Linked DNA regions of Mus musculus: region 2 is linked to region 1. A link is a contact called in public Hi-C data. All regions are on one chromosome and are shown on one strand. Each heading gives the region's core, a stretch centred on a gene start, on an enhancer-like site or on the middle of the called end of the contact. The rest is flanking DNA. Distances are from core to core; before and after follow the strand shown.

What was found. Hi-C and Micro-C count contacts between places; a contact is called where the count stands out from the background.
Region 2: a Hi-C map of embryonic fibroblasts shows a contact between it and region 1, with 2.1 times the contacts expected there. The contact joins two enhancer-like sites. A contact is called at or near these places in 2 of 15 datasets of contacts at CTCF or cohesin (large pre-B cells and pro-B cells), 49 of 484 Hi-C or Micro-C datasets (the AML12 cell line, B cells, the C2C12 cell line and 30 more), 5 of 115 datasets of contacts at active chromatin or transcription factors (bone marrow-derived dendritic cells, double positive thymocytes, embryonic stem cells and 2 more) and 1 of 9 other capture datasets (embryonic stem cells).

The regions. Positions count from the first base shown.
Region 1 is chr9:37,043,502-37,051,439 of GRCm38.p6, forward strand. The region is part of intron 2 of Pknox2 (Pbx/knotted 1 homeobox 2); the gene reads right to left. It overlaps Gm34538 (a long non-coding RNA gene), which reads left to right. Exons shown (of 7, transcript XR_003948122.1): 3 at 5,346-5,769. Among named protein-coding and RNA genes, the nearest start is that of Gm34538, 10 kb to the left of the region's middle. Within about 2 kb of position 3,745, at least 39 of the 459 cell types and tissues checked have an H3K27ac peak or open chromatin away from gene starts, as enhancers often do. A contact at or near this core is called in the C2C12 cell line and embryonic fibroblasts, where this site is marked.
Region 2 is chr9:37,229,313-37,237,250 of GRCm38.p6, forward strand. It overlaps Slc37a2 (solute carrier family 37 (glycerol-3-phosphate transporter), member 2), which reads right to left. Exons shown (of 19, transcript NM_001145960.1): 10 at 7,567-7,657; 11 at 6,169-6,231; 12 at 5,773-5,858; 13 at 5,081-5,129; 14 at 4,846-4,919; 15 at 4,530-4,608; 16 at 4,308-4,405; 17 at 3,998-4,062; 18 at 3,741-3,797; 19 at 1-2,344. The coding sequence ends at 3,767. Among named protein-coding and RNA genes, the nearest start is that of Slc37a2, 22 kb to the right of the region's middle. Within about 2 kb of position 3,094, at least 64 of the 459 cell types and tissues checked have an H3K27ac peak or open chromatin away from gene starts, as enhancers often do. A contact at or near this core is called in the C2C12 cell line and embryonic fibroblasts, where this site is marked.

The DNA of each region.
Region 1 (7,938 bases), core at 2,495-4,994:
ATCAGAGAAAAGCAAGGGCTTCCATTTATCCTAACAGTCCCTACAGACTCATTCATCTGTCCTAGCCCTAGGGTATTTGATGAAGAAGCTTAGCAGCCAAGAGAGCAGCCAGGAGGACCACCACCCACGAGGTCTCTGGCCAGATCTGGCTCAAAGCCTCTTTGCTACAGCCTACAGTCTATCCCATGCTGTGTGGCTTGCTCACAAAGCCCTGTCTACATTCCCAGAGCAGTGAATGCTGTACAGTATGATTGCTATTTTGATAAAATAATAATAAAAAAGACAACAGGAAGAAACACAAGCAAACAGAAAGTCATGGTTTTATGAAACGCTGCCCCATGGAGCAGTGCCTGGGACTAGCATTGTGAAAGCATACAGCCCCAAATGAGTGTCCAACTCTCAGTTCTAGTAAGGAAGTAGATCCAGGTGGGGTAAGTTTGGGCTGCTACAACCCTGGGAGTCTATAGAACATCCTCCCCTAAGAGATGTACCTACTCAAAGTCATATAGTGACAATTAGGTTTAGACAGTCCTCCCAATTCATAGGAAGGCACAGTGCTTATGTCTTTCTTGCTTCCAAATTCCTTTCTGTTGCAGAAATATGGTAGAAAAAGCCAGGTAATGATAGCACACATCTGCAATCCTAGTTCTTAAAAGGCAGAGGCTAGGCAGATCCCTTCTAAGTCATCTCCAACTCAGAGAACATTCTAGACTACCTGGGTCACATATGATCTTATCTGTAAAATAAAATGGAAAAAAAAAATAGATCACGAGGTACTTTCTGTCAACATTTCTCTATCTATCCCAAGGCTGAGAATTATTTCCTTTGTGTCTCTCTTGGCAGAAAGGGCATCTTGGACAAAGGACAATGGGAGCCACATCATGTCCTGACTTGCATTCCCTCAACTCTTCCTGTTGAGAGCTCTCCTTTAGCAGCCTCCACTCTCCTTGCTTCACCTGCCTGCCTGCCTTTTCAGTTGTTTGCTCAGAAGCTGGGCTCTGTTTGCTGAGCCCTTATTCATTTTCATATTGCCTGGGATATTTTCAGCTCCTCCCCTGGGCCTTTGGGAGAACTTCAAGTGTCAAGAAGCACACTGGGCTATCAAGGTAAACACCCACAGTGGCCTGAGCCCCATCTGGGGAATCTGCCCACTTTATTGGCTGTCTCCTGGCTTTCCTACTGCCTTTCATCTGGGCTCCTGAGATGCTGGGTGTGCTTTCAGGCAGACAGGCTGCAGAGTCTCATATCTAAGACTATAGCATGTACGTGATGGGCAATGACGTCTAGGACCTTTGGCTTGGCCTCTCATAAAGGTTCCCAACCTTACTGGGGTCAGACTGAAGAAACAGAGAAGCAGAAGGCCACAGAAGTAGCCCAATCCCTCACTCCTGGAAACTGTTTCCAGAGCATTGGATTCTTCATTGCTCTTTGCTGAGTATCCAAGGCCCCATACTGAAGGCACTTATTGGGGAACAATAAGGAATGCCTTGCGAAGAAAATCTGAGTTATCTCTGCATCCTTTTTAACTTGACAGAATTTAAGCTTAAAACCAGTCTCTTTAATGCTTGCTCTAGTTCCGTTGGAGAACAAGGCCTAGATCCTCTTCATTGTGGAGAAAGGGCATTCACCAGAGAAAAAGAACAGTCAAAGGAACAAGAGACACAAAGGAAAGGTCTGAGCTTAAACCCTGATTGTCTCCTCACTGTGTGTCAGTCACCTAAGCTGTTAAACTGGGACAACAGACTCCACCTGAGTTGAGATGAATATTCCCTAAAATCATGTGTGCATGGGCTGACCTAGGTAATTAATAACTGGTTGTTTAGATTTTTTACTTTTATTCATCCATTAGATCAAGTACTTAAATATTCAGAATCGATCATATTGAGTCAGGCTTACAAAAAGGACCTCCATAACTGTCCTTATACCATTCTGTTCTTTGAGACTCAGAGGTACAACATTTTTCTGTATTTGAAAGGCCCCTCCCTTCAAGCCTCCATTCAGTTTGTATCAAATATTCCAGGAGAAGATGCCAGAGGCCTGGGTTATTGGATATTTGTCGAGTTCAATAAAAGGTGCTTGGTGGCTCCAGGCTGATGATGTTCTCTGGTTTGTCACTGTAACACTTACCGGCTATGGCCCTGCCACTCCAGGCACTGGACATTAGGAAAAGCAAGAGCAGGTTTTATTAACCAAGCCAAAAGACATGAACTTGCATTTGTCACAGAGGATGGGGCAGAGGTGGCTTCCTATCAGAGATCAGGCCTCACCATGGATCCTTTTGAGTTAGGTCATTTCTCGGCTGAGTACTAAGCAGAGTCAGAAACAGCCTTGAGCTATGAGCTGAAAAGAGTCCCACAGAGGCAGCACTTTTTTATAAGGCTTATATTCCTGTTTCTTAAACACACCATCAGTTTATAGCTAACGTGACACTCACTGAAAAGCTTAACAGAATGGAAATCAGAACCTCTGGAAAGAAGGGGCTCAGTCTGCCCTGAAACCCAAGTGCCCAGCACAGTGTCCTGAGATGTGGTTACCTCCTCAATACAGAGTGAATGAGTGAATGGAGCAGTGGCTGGGAGCAGAACCACATTAGTGCTCTGACTTGGATGGAGGCTGACTCATACAGTGACAGAGCAACAAAGGCCAAGGAGATCCAATAAAGAAAGAATTATCAAGGACTGTGTCCAGGCACTATTCTGGTTTGGCACAGTTTGTCTGTTTTTAATTTATGTGTATGTGCCTCTGTGTATGTGGATGCATAATATGTATGTGGGTGCCAGTGGAGGACATGTATCTTTTGGAGCTAGACTTTCACGTATAAGCTCTCTGATGTGGGTGTCAGGATCCAAAATCCAGTCCTCTGATAGAGCAATTGGCATGCCTGACTGATGAGGCATATCTATCTCTTTGGACCCCAGAGAATGATTCTAAATGTCTTATCATATTAAAATAGTGTACAAATGGCATCTTGGTCTTAAAAGTAAGGCAGAAGCATAGCTTTTGAAAGCAGAGGAAAATGGCCAAGAAGACTAATACAGAGCTCTTGACCACCTTCTTAATAAAGGAGGTCAGAATACATCCTAGATCCTGGGCAGGACCTAGTCTTGTGGCTGTCCCGATAAACAGGAAATGGCAAGGGCTACAAATCCCTAGATAGGATCATCAGCTCCCCTGAAAGGCTCAGAGGTGGAGCCATAGACATGATCCCTGAAGAATCTTAGGTGTCACCTAAGCTGAAGCCAAGCATCTTTGGTTCCAACCAAGTGATGGTACCTGATATACATGAAGACCTCTCAGGTCAAACATCAACCTCTCTCGGCAATAGACAGGCATGGTAATACAGCTACCTATAATCCTAGCACTTGAGAGGTAGAGGCAAGAGGATAAAAAAGTTCAAGGTCACCCTCAGCTATGTAAGGAGCCAGCCCTGGAAGAGTTGTAAAGATGCAGGCTTTTGATCATGAGGTAGGGGCAGGTATATCTCTGAGATCAAGGCCACAGTGAGATCTTGTCTCAATAGAAGAAGGAAGAAGAAAAGGAGGAGGAGGGAGAGGAGGAGGAAAAGGATGAGGAGGGAGGAAAGGAAGGAAGGAAGGAGGAGAGAGAGAGAGAGAGAGAGAGAGAGAGAGAGAGAGAGAGAGAGAGAGAGAGAGAGAGAGCAACAGTGAAGTAGACATTGGCCCTGCTCCATAAGTCCACGACCCGGAAGGAACAAGGTGCTAGTTTCGAGTTCCACATTTCTTCCCATTATCTTATTTTTGGAGACATGAGACTCACCATTTGTTTTAATTTCATCCTCAGTGAAGTTATAACAGACTGGCAACGTGTTAGCTGTAAAAGACTTTTTTTTTTTCAAGCCATGAGTTGTTCCTCATTAGTCTCTGCCACATGAAAAAATTATCAAGAATCTGGGCCACAAGTAGATGGATGGCTTTTAAGATTGAGAATACACACTGGATGATGTCAGGTCTGGGGACACTGACAGAAGATAGTTAAAGGGAGGAAAGGGCAGAAAATGCCATTTTAAAACTGAAATCAAACCTTCAGAGTCTGGGCCCTGGAGGTGACTCATGGTGAAATATGTCATGGTAGATTCAACCGTTTTCCCAAAGAAACTTCCCCTAACTGCAGAGGGAGGACCACACTGCAGCCAGGAGAGAGGAATGTGGATAGAGTCACATGGTTTTCAGGATCCTTCCCAGGGAGGAGTGGGTGGTGGTAGCTGTAGTGTTATTGGCGAGGTTGTGGCCCATGGGAATCCATAAAACTAGGAACACTGAGTTACTCAAATATTAGCCATGATTTCTTAAAACCTGGGGGTGGAGCCGCACTAATAGATTCCTGAAGATAGACAGGAAGTGTGTTCGGCTGAAAAGGGCGGCTGAACAGAGGCAATGGTAAAATATTCAGGAACTGCATATTCTCACTTCCACCCCCCATCTTATTTATTGTTACATTTTCAGTACTTACCACAACGCCCAGCACACGTAGAACACGCCATAAATATTTGTTAAATGAATACATGCATGAAACCCAACTCTAGGAAACTCTTTTTGATCGCACCAGGCCTTTGTGAGGACCCATTAGGATTCCAACTATATGATCTGGTCCTGTGAAGGTGTACCAAAGGGCCCAAGTCTGAATGTTCAGCAGCCTTTCAGATGCATGCCACCAAGTACTGAACGGACCCACAACAGCCCTGCCTGCCATTCTAGAGAAGACTGACGTGAATCCCTGCCTTGTTTCCACGCACTCACTTTCAGCCCCACTCCCACTGGATAATTGAAGCCACCAGCTTCCATCATTCAAATGAATACAAGCTTAAAAAACCAACCAACCAAACAAACAAACAAAAAAAAAACAATCAAAAGTCCAAGGGTCTTCAGTGTGGGAGATTTTGTTTTACCTGTGCAAGTGTTAGCAGTCAGGCTGGATTCCCAGCCCTGCCTTTAATTGTAGCCTGTATGCTATGATTGGAATTAAATGACATGCCAAATTAAAGAGTTATTTTTTCTAATAAATATTTTGCATAGGATGTGTTTATAATGGCATTAATTATTTATGCTGCCATATAGAGAAAGCATAAATATAAAGAGAGAGAGAGATCAGATGGTTCCTGTAGGAGAAATAAAATGAAAATTTCCATCAAGATGATGAATACCTGAATTCGAACTTTGGGGCTGGGCCTGGGGGGAGGTGGAGAGCCGGGGACATCTTGAGAACAAATCTGACAAGCGTTATGGAGGCTTTTGAGCGAGGAATATGTTAAAAATGAAAGTGAGTACAGAAACTTTAAATATTTAATACCTGCATTAATTCTAATTCACACTTTCTTTATTTTTCAGATTAAAAATTTACGAGAATTTCCCATCTCTTTCATCCTTCTCCTCCCATGGGGGCACTTGGCGGTCACTGTGCCTGGGACCAGCTTTAGCAGCATTTGGGTCACAAAGAGAACAAGGACAGTAGCCCCTGCCCCCCCCCCTCCTGTGACACCTGCTGTGAAACTGCCTCCACCCCTAGCTCCCCTCTGGAAAGCTACTGCTGTTGGATTTCTGGTGCCAGAGTGACTGATGGAACCAGAGGCCATTTCCTGCCCTCCAGCCCTGCCCCAAGAAGACCACGAAGTCCTGAGATGATGCAGCCAAGTTGTACATTTAAAATGCCTGCCCAGGTCTTGAACATGTTAGATCCACACCGAACTGAGGACTCCTCCAAGCAAGAGACTTTTTTGTCACATGCAGCCAGGAGGCCCCTCTGCCCTCACAGGTATTTTAGTCTAAAGCTGAATACATTTTATAAGCTGTCCTATCACCATGAGCCAGTGCTGACCTGGGTACAGGGCCAGCTTCTGCCCCTGCTCTAGTCTGCAGAAGCTGGTGAGCAAACATCAATGTCTGCATTTCTTACTGAAGCTCTTTCCCACACACCTTGGACCACTGAGTCAAACTTTCATTTCACACGGGCAAACCTTGCGTTCCAGAAGGTCCAAACTCTCCCTATATCAGAACTCCTTCCACGGTCTCAATGTGGCTCGCACAGCACATGGCCTCCAAAGCAGCAGGCAGTGAAGAAGGGAGACTGGATTAAAGCATGCTCCTTAACTGTGGCTACTGTGTGTGGGGTCCCAAGCTATCAGAACCACGTAGGCATAGGAACCTGAATGCCTCACCATGTCCTCACTCCCCATTTCACCTCAGAGACTCTGGGTTGGGTCCAGAGAATCAAACAAGAGCAGTTTTGAGTAAGTTCTAAGACTTAACAGCTCTCGGACCCTTAGGCTTTAAAGTATTCTGTCCTTTTCTCTCTCCATCTCAGACAGAGCCTCGCCACCCCCAAATACAGACACACACACACTCACACACCACTTGCCAGATTCCTACCCGGAACACCTTCATAAATAATGCTGATTAGGTCCTTCTCCTAATGAGGCCTCTGATCTCAGGCAATTCCGTACCCCTACCCACTCTTCCTCCTGTGCCTACTGATTCACTCACGTATCTATAAATCAGAGAAGGTGACACACACATGCTCACACACTCAAGCTCCCTTCTTCAAGAAGCTGGGTAGGGAATCTCACTGTAGTGGACACCGAGCTGTGGCTCAGGCCCTAAGAGATATTTGGAGTTGGTATCTCTTCTCCCAGTTACCAGCATAAGTTAGGCTGTCCCTTTCAGTGAAAAGAGCCGAGTGTGTAATCACCCCTGTTTGGAGACTGGAGGATTCCTCTACGCAGACCCTTCTTTCTCACAACTGAAAGAGCCCCGCCCATCTTGAAAGGGAAGGAGAAGTTCTCACCAAATAATGGGCATGAGTACCTAAGAAGGACCAGCTACCATCACAAGTCCTTTCCCATCATGCCTCCAGGACCAGTGTATCCTTCTGAACCCATCTCTTGATTCCTAAGGGTACCATCCCAGGACAAGAGTGAAATCCACAATCACACAGGAACACACATACAAGCACATGGGGACATTTGGTACTCCAGACACAACACATAAGCATCCCTCTGGTGTTTTGACAGTTTTAGATGAAGTAAGAAAGAAATGAGATAGCCGGAGAGATGTTGAGTTAGGACTTTGGCCCAGGTCTGCGAAGTGCCTGATGACTGTATCAGACACTAGGAGAATAACTTCAGTCCTGACACATTGCGGGGGATAAAATGTTTTACCACCAAGGGCTCCAAAACAGCTCCTTTCTCAAATACAGAAAAGCCAAAAGGCAAAAGCCGGGTGTGGTGGCGCACTCCTTTAATCCCAGCACTCAGGAGGCAGAGGCAGGCGAATTTCTGAGTTTGAGGCCAGTCTGGTCTACAGAGTGAGTTCCAGGACAGCCAGGGCTACAAAGAGAAACCCTGTCTCGAAAAAAAAAAAAAAAAAGCTTTGCAGAACCTGATACAACCTAGACTTTTCTGGAGTTGTCTATTTTCCCCTATTTGTTCTTCACTTCTTGGTTGGTTTTATTTCTTCACTTTTGTTAACTTGATATAAGCTAGAATCATCTAGGAAGAGAGGACCTCGATTGAGAAATTGCCTCAATAAGACTGGCCTGTTGGCGAGCCTGTGGGACGTTTTCTTGATTAATGATGGATGTGGAAGGTCCTGGTCTACTGCGGGTGGTCCTGTCCCTAAGTAGGTGGTTCCAGGATGTATAAGAAAGCAGACTAAGCATGGTGTGAAGAGCAAGCCAGTAAGCAACATCCCCCCCTCCATGTCTTCTACTTCAGCTCCTGCCTCTAAGTTCCTGTTCTGTTTGAGTTCCTGCCCTGACTCCCATCAGGGCTAGACTGTTTCCTGGTAGTATAAGATAAAAACACTTTCCTGCCTAAAGTTGCTTTTGGTCATGGCGTTTTATCATAGCAATAAGGAGCCAAACTAAGATAGAAATTACTAAATAAAATGTTAAGCAGTGAGTCTTGTCCTGATGAATCTTCTTATG
Region 2 (7,938 bases), core at 1,844-4,343, 190 kb after region 1:
TACCAGGCCTCTAGTGAACAAACTGTGCGCAGAGCTGGCGTGTTGGGGGGATGAGGAGGGTGCAGAGAACCTGGCCTGGCAAGCGAGTGCAGAACGGTCCATGGGGGTGGTGATCCTCAGCCTTTGGGGTTTTCTCCAACCCTCTTCTTACACCTCCAGCCTAAGCCTTCATTTTTGAAGCCTGGCTCTGGGCTCTCACAAATCTTTTGAAGCTTTCTAATGACTCTCTTGCCTGCCTGGAGTGCATGTGTGCGTGTGTCCATGCTCTGGTCCTTATCCCAGCATAGGACAGCATGACAAGATTTATATTAGCTTCTTCTGTCTTCTGCTTCTCACTGCCTTTTCATATTGATCATCCAAGGCCCTTGGATTCTTCCTTCAAATACTGTCACACGTGAAGCCACCAGGATCGCCCCTACTGGCCCTGCCCACCAGTCCTGTCGCATCAGGTCTGAACTAATGAATGATGTAGCCCTCAACTGAGGTCATTGCTTTGTAGCTTGTGTTGTTTCTATTTTCATAGTCTGTCTTCTCTGCAAAGGAGACAAGAGCAGCAAGTGTGACTAACACTTATCTCCCTTCACACCAGTCCCATGCCTTGAGCAATGTTATTCCCCTGTGTAGATGAGGAGACAGGAAGAATGTGGTAAGTAATGAGGCTGAGATAGAGAAGACCTCCTAGAACCACTCCTCCCACACTGATCTCTCAAGAGGCTGTGTCAGGAAAGCAGAGTCTTCCTTCTCTGCAGAGGAAGGAATAGCAACCCTGCCTGCCCTGGACTCTACTACGGGATGCTATCACCATCTAGTGGCCTACAGAAGTAACACAGCTTTGCCTTAAAGTCTGTCCTTTCCACATAAGGTCAGTCTTTCTGGTCTTGAGGGATTTGTGAACACTGAGCAGACTACCATGTGCCAGCCCCTGCCCTGTACCAGGTCCTGAGGATAAGATGTGCCTGACTGACTGCTTCCTGCAGGACTAAAGTGAGAACCAGGCAAGTGAGCTTTATATTTTATTGCTGAGGCCAGTGTATCTAGCTAACACACTGACTGACACAACATCCTAGTAAATGCAATGGATGTATCTTGTATGGGGGTCTAGGCTCCTGCTGGATTGCACAGTGTTATCAATGTCATGAGCAATGCCCTCTGGGAAAGACAGCTGTCGCAGCCCCAGAACACCAATCTTTGTTGTTCATGTGACAATGCTTTACTGCCCCTCACGAGCCCCATGGCTGCTGCTATGCCAGGCCCTACCAAGGATAAGCAGTGGCACAGTTGGCAAAGGAAATCTGTATTGGTGCTGATGGGCAGCTTAGAGGTCAGGCGGAAATGCCAGGAGTCAGCCTGGCATGTCGTGAACCAGGACTCAAGAGCGGAAGGAAGGGGCATCAGAACACCAGGCAGAGGGTGGCTGCAAGGTGTCTCCTAGCAACTGCTCAGTAGCAGTTACGCAGATGTTTCCAGTGGTATCTTCATTTCTTGCTAAACTTGGCACCTATGTTCAGGGTTAAGTTCTTCCCATAGCCACTTCCTGTTTGTTCTTAAAGGACAGCTGTCATGACTTGAGCACCCAGTGCTTAATTCACACTGGCATTTGCAGTTGTATACAACACCTTAGTCTTCACCAAACTGACCCTGATGTCTTCATCCACTGAGGCATCTTAAGAGTGAGGCAAGGAAGGTACTGGGCTCTGAGGGTGGACACGGTCAAGAGCCCGAGAGCAAGTTCCCCTACATTTAGTACTTATGACAGCTCCCGTACCCCATCCAAGCCTTGACTCTGCAAAGGCAGCACTAATGCTTCAAAGTGGCTGAGTTATCAACAGGATCGAGTGGAGGATAGATCAACAGGGTCCTACTTGGAGAAATACAGAAAGAATAGTTCATAGACAGAGACAGACACAGAGACAGAAACAGAGAGAGAGAGAGGCCCAGCACCTTTGAAACAAGGTGAAATCCCTCATAGGTACAGGATAATTACAGAGGTTTATAATTTAACATGGGAAGGAGAGATGCACCTTTTCCAGGCCTTGGAATCCAAACAAGCAAGAGTCTGAACCTGTCCTTCCTTTCTGCTTTCAGCCCATTCCTTCTGATTGCAGTTCCCAGAGCTCAGGCCTTGAAGTCTGCCATGTTCCCATGCTTGGTGCTCAGCAGCCCCTTCCCATAGAGTTTTCTGTACCCTTCCTTAGTGGCAATGTAGCTTGGGGCTAGACCAGTTAGATCAGGAGGCTTTGCCTCTCCCTGTGATGGAAGCTTCCATTCTCTTGCTCATAAGTTGGGTACCCAGCAGGGGTGGCCCATGTTGCTCTTCCAATTGAGGCCTCAAATTTGTTTGTACCTGCATGAACAGAGGGTGGGATGGAAGAGAAAGTAAGCCACAACTTAATAAGCTTCTGCCTTTCATGTCTACTGTTCGTAATTAGGGTTCCCCTTTACTTGTTGGGCAGGCACTAACAAGCCAGAATAATATGGGAAACAAAGTGTTTCTGCCACATTTGGCCACTTCACAAAAAGCATCACTCCCTATCTCATTCTCTCTGTGCCTCAGACCAACCCTGACAGGCATTTGAGGAAAACACCCCCATTATGTTCAATGATGCAGAGCCTGAGGAGTCTGCCAAGGTCTTAGATAGAGGTGAGTGTACAGAGAAACCAAGAACCTCAGGGACTTCAGGTTCTCAGCCTAGAGCTCTCCTTGTCCCAGCCATTTCTTAATGGGCCTGCCAGGAAGAACCAGCCTGGGAGAGCTGCAGTGCCCAGAAAGACAAGCTACCTCCACAAACCTGGGTTCCGCTTTAGGTTCTGCCAGGACTGGCTCCTCACTTCAAATGAGAATACCTGCCTCTCAAGGAGGCTAAGAGGTGAGCCACAGGGAGGTGAGCCTGGCCTCCACTCCAGATCACTACATACTTTTCTCCCTTTCTGCTTTTCTTTCTCTTCCTGGCTCCCTTCAAGCCTAGCCCAGAGAATGTAGGTGAACAGAGAAAACTCATGCTGTCCAGTCCCCTGCTCCCGTCCTCCAGAGCAGGGCAGGGCGGGGCGGGGCAGACCCTGTGAATGCCTGCACATGCACCCCTGCTTCCTGCTTCCCTGCCTGTGTGACGCTTCTTAAAGTGCAAGCGCTTCCCCAGACCGTGTGGGCTACCATGACCCCAGGAGATGGTTCTTCACATTTACCATCCAGCCCAGGTCCAGGCTTTGCCAGCTCCTTTTCTTAGTAAGACGCTTCTGCCTGAAGAGCCAGAAAGGCCCCAGGGACAGTCACCCAGTCACCAGCACCTCAGCCTCTGACTCAGTCACTGACCTCTGCGACTCCCACACCCACCACCTCTGGACACCAGGCAGAAACCACACCGGATTAAGCACTGTTTGCAATTTGTTCCGGAGGCTTTGATTGGTAGTTGCCCTTTTCTACACAGCCCAGGCAAAGGGGTCAGATGATTTCTGACATTTAGGAGGCATCTGCAGCTCTGCCTCAGTTCAGAGAAGAAAAGATTCCAGATCTCTGGCCCCTTTGCCCTGCGGGTGTGTTCAAAGCCCTCTGTAGCATCTCAGATCCCCTGAGAAATAGGTCCCAAGCACCGTGCTCTGACTAGCTTGAATCTCCAGGTATGGCTCCCAAGGAAACAGAGAAAGCTGGCGGGCAGGAGGGAAATCACACGCAGGAGAGGAGCGGATTCCCATGCAGCCCACATTCCGATGGCGTATTAGTCATACTTGAAGAAAATACTCACAAAAGTCATGGGACTTGAGGAAAATACTATCGCGGGTGGGTTAGGGCCAGACTAGAGCTATGGAGACACACGGGGACAACAGAGGCAAGGTTAGTAGTTCCGGAGTGGGATGGGGTCCAACAGCACATCAAGGGGCGCTGCTTCAGGGTTCCTGAGGCCCACAGTGGACCAGCACAGACTCGGCATGGAGTAACTGAGCCCTGGCTTGAGTCCTAGAAGTGAGGTTAGGAGAATGGCTTCCACTGTAGGAAACTCACCCACTGCTTCTGCCGCAGGCCGTCTTCCAGGCCAGGATCTCTTTGTACACCAACCTGCAGAGGAGCTGTGGGGGTTCGAGGTAGAAAGGGAAGGGAAGACACTGTGAGCTTCCAGGCTCAGCTGATCCATGGGACAGGTGGCTGAGAAGTTAGTGGAAGAGCACTCCTCACAGGAGGAAGTAATTCTGAGCAAAGGGCAGCTGCCATTCTCTCCACCCCAGGAGTCCCAGTGCTTGCTTTATACCAGAGTTCCAGTCTGTACACATAAAGCATTCCCCAACTGACATCTGTGTAGCCCAAGAACTCTTACCAAGCAAGCCAAGACGTCGGCAGAGATGAGCATGTAGAACACATTGTTCCAGCCTGTCGGGGAAATGAGCCCGGCCAGTAGGGGCCCCAGAGCCGCACCTATACAGAACAGTCTCATGAAAGAAACATACACACCTTCCCCCACCACCTTCGGTGGTGCACAGGGGGTCCACCCATAACAAGGCAGGGGTTCAGCTGCCAGGAGCCCAAACCAGTAACAAACCTATGGAACCAGTGCCGTCGATAATGGCCGTGACAGTGGAGAGGGCCTTGGCGTTACCCTTCAGGCTCTCATGTGTGCCCTGGGGAGACAGAGTAAAGTGGGATAGCTCAAGCTAAGCAAAGCCACCCGGGAAGAGCAGTGCTGGGAGAAAGCTAGCTCGAGGTGGGTGGTGATGGGGCCCTGAGGTTGAAAGGAAAGAGCCCGTAGAGGTGCTGCAGGACAACGAGTGGGAACGGGAGAAGGGAGAATGGACTTGCAGACAGAGCCCCTGACCACGCCCTCAGACCAGCCTCGTGCCCACAAGTGGCCCACTCACCAGGTCAGCAGAGACCGCTGTCGTGATGAGTGCGTAAGGGCCATTGACCAGGACCCCACAGATAATTAACATCACTAGGAAGACAGCAGAGATGGCATTATTAGAGATGAGGCGCTGTGCGCAGCCCCAAGTCCATAGCAAGTGACTTCCTTGCCCTTGGCTCCACACCCATGACATGGAGTTCCCCAGAGAGAGGGTCACTAGTGACCAGGTGAGAGTCGCACCACCTCCTCACCTATGGAACTGGTTATCCCATTCTGGCCAATGTAGTTGTACAGGAACATCTGAAGAAAGAAGGACATGTTTTCCTCTTGCTGGGTGAGACCTGGGCCTGGACTCGTCCCCGCCTGCTCTGGAATTCTACATATCACTTGCTTTTCCCGCCTTGTGCATCTGCACTTCTCAGGTCTTTATGTGTCTCAATAGATGGTCTAACTATGGTAATCTCTAATTTCCTTTTATTTTTCTTATGGTTTTGAAATGAGAATCATGCAACCCAGGGTCTCCTGAAACTCACTCTGTAGCTGAGGAAGACTTTGAACTCCTGATTCCCCCTGCCTTTACCTCCCAAATCCTGGGATTACAGGCATGCATGGCTCTCTAATTTCCCCTCTCCCACAAACATCTTTTGTGTCTATCCTCAATCTCTTCATTATTCCTTGCTCAAAAAATGTCACGGCTGGTGTTTCCTTTCCCCACCAAGGCGAGATAATCACTAATCCCATTCCGGGATTATTAATCCTGGTCTCTTTTCACAGAGCCTGGTCCTCTGCTGACTCTCATTTTTCTGTCTCTACATGTGCCCAGGAATATACATACACATGAAGAAAGACATAGCTGTGCAGGCAAATATAGGGATGGATACATGGGTCCATCCAGGCCCTAGACACCTGATCCCAAGCATATGCATGCTGAGACTGAACGTACCATGGGAGCAGCCAAGATCAGCATGATGCAGCAAGTGGTGGCCCTGCTATTGGTGTAGTCGCTGATGAGCCCTGCCATGATGCCACCTGAAACACATGCTCACTCGCAAGCTGTCTTTGACACTACGTGCTGTTCCTCATCTGCTGCCCAGTGCTGGGCTGGCCTTAAGAATCACCACCTCCCTCTGCAGTCTTCCCCTGTTCCCATCACTCCAAGAAACCACAGAGCAATGATCACTTTTCTTAGGCCCACCCAGTCTAGCAGGAACAGAAATGAGAATACATTAGGAGGCTTTCGCTCTCTACCCAGATCATGGCCAGCTGTCCCTTCTTTCTGTACCTCTGCATAGAAGCAAAATAAAAGACAGCATGCCAGGACAAAAGGACAGGGCCTCACCTATGATGCCACCAACATCAAAAAGCGTGGATAGGTCCCCAGCCTCCTTGGCACTAAAGTGAGCTATGGAAAACACAAAAACATAATCAGACACACGGGGAGGTTTGGAACAAATCTCCTGAATGACACAGCCAGCAGAGTTCCTGTGGCGCATTAATCCAGTCCAAGGAAAAGGCTGAGGCTACACGGCCAAGTGATTGGCTAGAGCCACCAGGTGAGTTTGCAGCAGCCTGACACACACACCCTCAGAGCCAAGTCCTAAGCTCTCTTTGCCTGAAGGATAACCTAGACCTTTCACAGCAAGGCTCTCCTGCAGGCCTGGTACGTGCCCATGACAGCATCTCTAACTCTTCTGGAGTATAATGGTTCTGACTGAGCATGGGCACAGCTATCTTCTTGACCCACTCCTAACATAGAAGCAAGCTCCACAGGGGCTTTTCCTCGGCAGGCCACCTTAGGTCTGTACTAATGCTCACAGCCACAGAAGGAGACCTGTAGGAAGATGGGGATTCTGGGTTTAGAAAAGGGGAACATTTAGAAGCTTGATTTGCAACTCCATCCTCAAGGCTGATTCATACTTTGAAGTCAGCAAAAAAGCCACAAAACAGAGTCATAGTGTCTGCAAAACTGCCGTAGTACTCTGCCAGTATCAGAGACAGGGGCCCTCATGTAGAGATATAGGTCAAACTACAGCTGGAGATCTGGCCATGACTAATCCCCATGGTTTCCTGGTCGTGTGTGTGTGTGTGTGTGTGTGTGTGTGTGTGAGCAGGACAGTTTCTGTCTTTCCCCAGAGCAGGAAAGCAGCTCTGGGCAAAAGGTCTTGGGTATGGGGTGTGGCTCTCTGAATCCTGGGGGCCAGCAAAGCAGAGCATGTTGCTCTTTGGTATGTTACCCCATGGCAAACCAGAGACTCTGAGCAGGTGGGAACCAAACAGCCATTTTAACCACAACAGTGTTCTCCTTATATCTTTGCAGCCTTGGTTAGGAACAGTGGAAAGTAGCTATTATATTGGGGCAGCTCCCTCCATGTAGACCCAAAGGCCACAGTACAAACACATCACTCCCATAACGGTCCTTGGAAGAAGAGTCCTGAAGTCCACAGAGTACGAAAGCTCACACAGCCTCTTCCTTGAATTGGAGGTGTTCAAGGTAGACTACCACCCACCTTTGAACCAAGCAGCCCAGACTCAGGCTAGGGAAAAGAGGTTTGTAGGACAGAGTTTTCCTCCTAAGACCCAACTCAGCTCCAAGGGGGCAGGTGGCTGGAGACATGCATGGGGCTCAGCCTTGACTGTGTACTGGAATGAAACCCAAGTATGATATCCTCCCTGCACCAGAAGTGGCCTTGGCCTCCTCAGAGACCCTTTTTCTCAGTTCCTCTTCCCCTGAACTTACCCACATTGAAGATGTACAAGGGCAGCCAGTAGAGAAAGGTATAGCTGACCAACTTGGCAAAGAGCAGACATAAAGAGAACTCGATCACTCCCTGGGAAACATGAGAGAAGGCAGAATGGAAAGGGGCTCAAGAGATCCCCAGTCTAGTGGAGGCCCCCTGGGTGGCTAGCACTACCCCATGACTGTCATCATTCCTACACAAGGCAACAACAAATATACACTCCACCCTAACTTCAGCAGTGTGCCTAATGCTGCATGTCCTGTCAAAACAGGCCTGATATACACAGCCCTTCTCAAACAGCCACCCCACAGTCTGCATGGAAATCCTTGAAGCTACCTGTCACCCCTAGCACCCCGTTCCCTCGAAGCTAG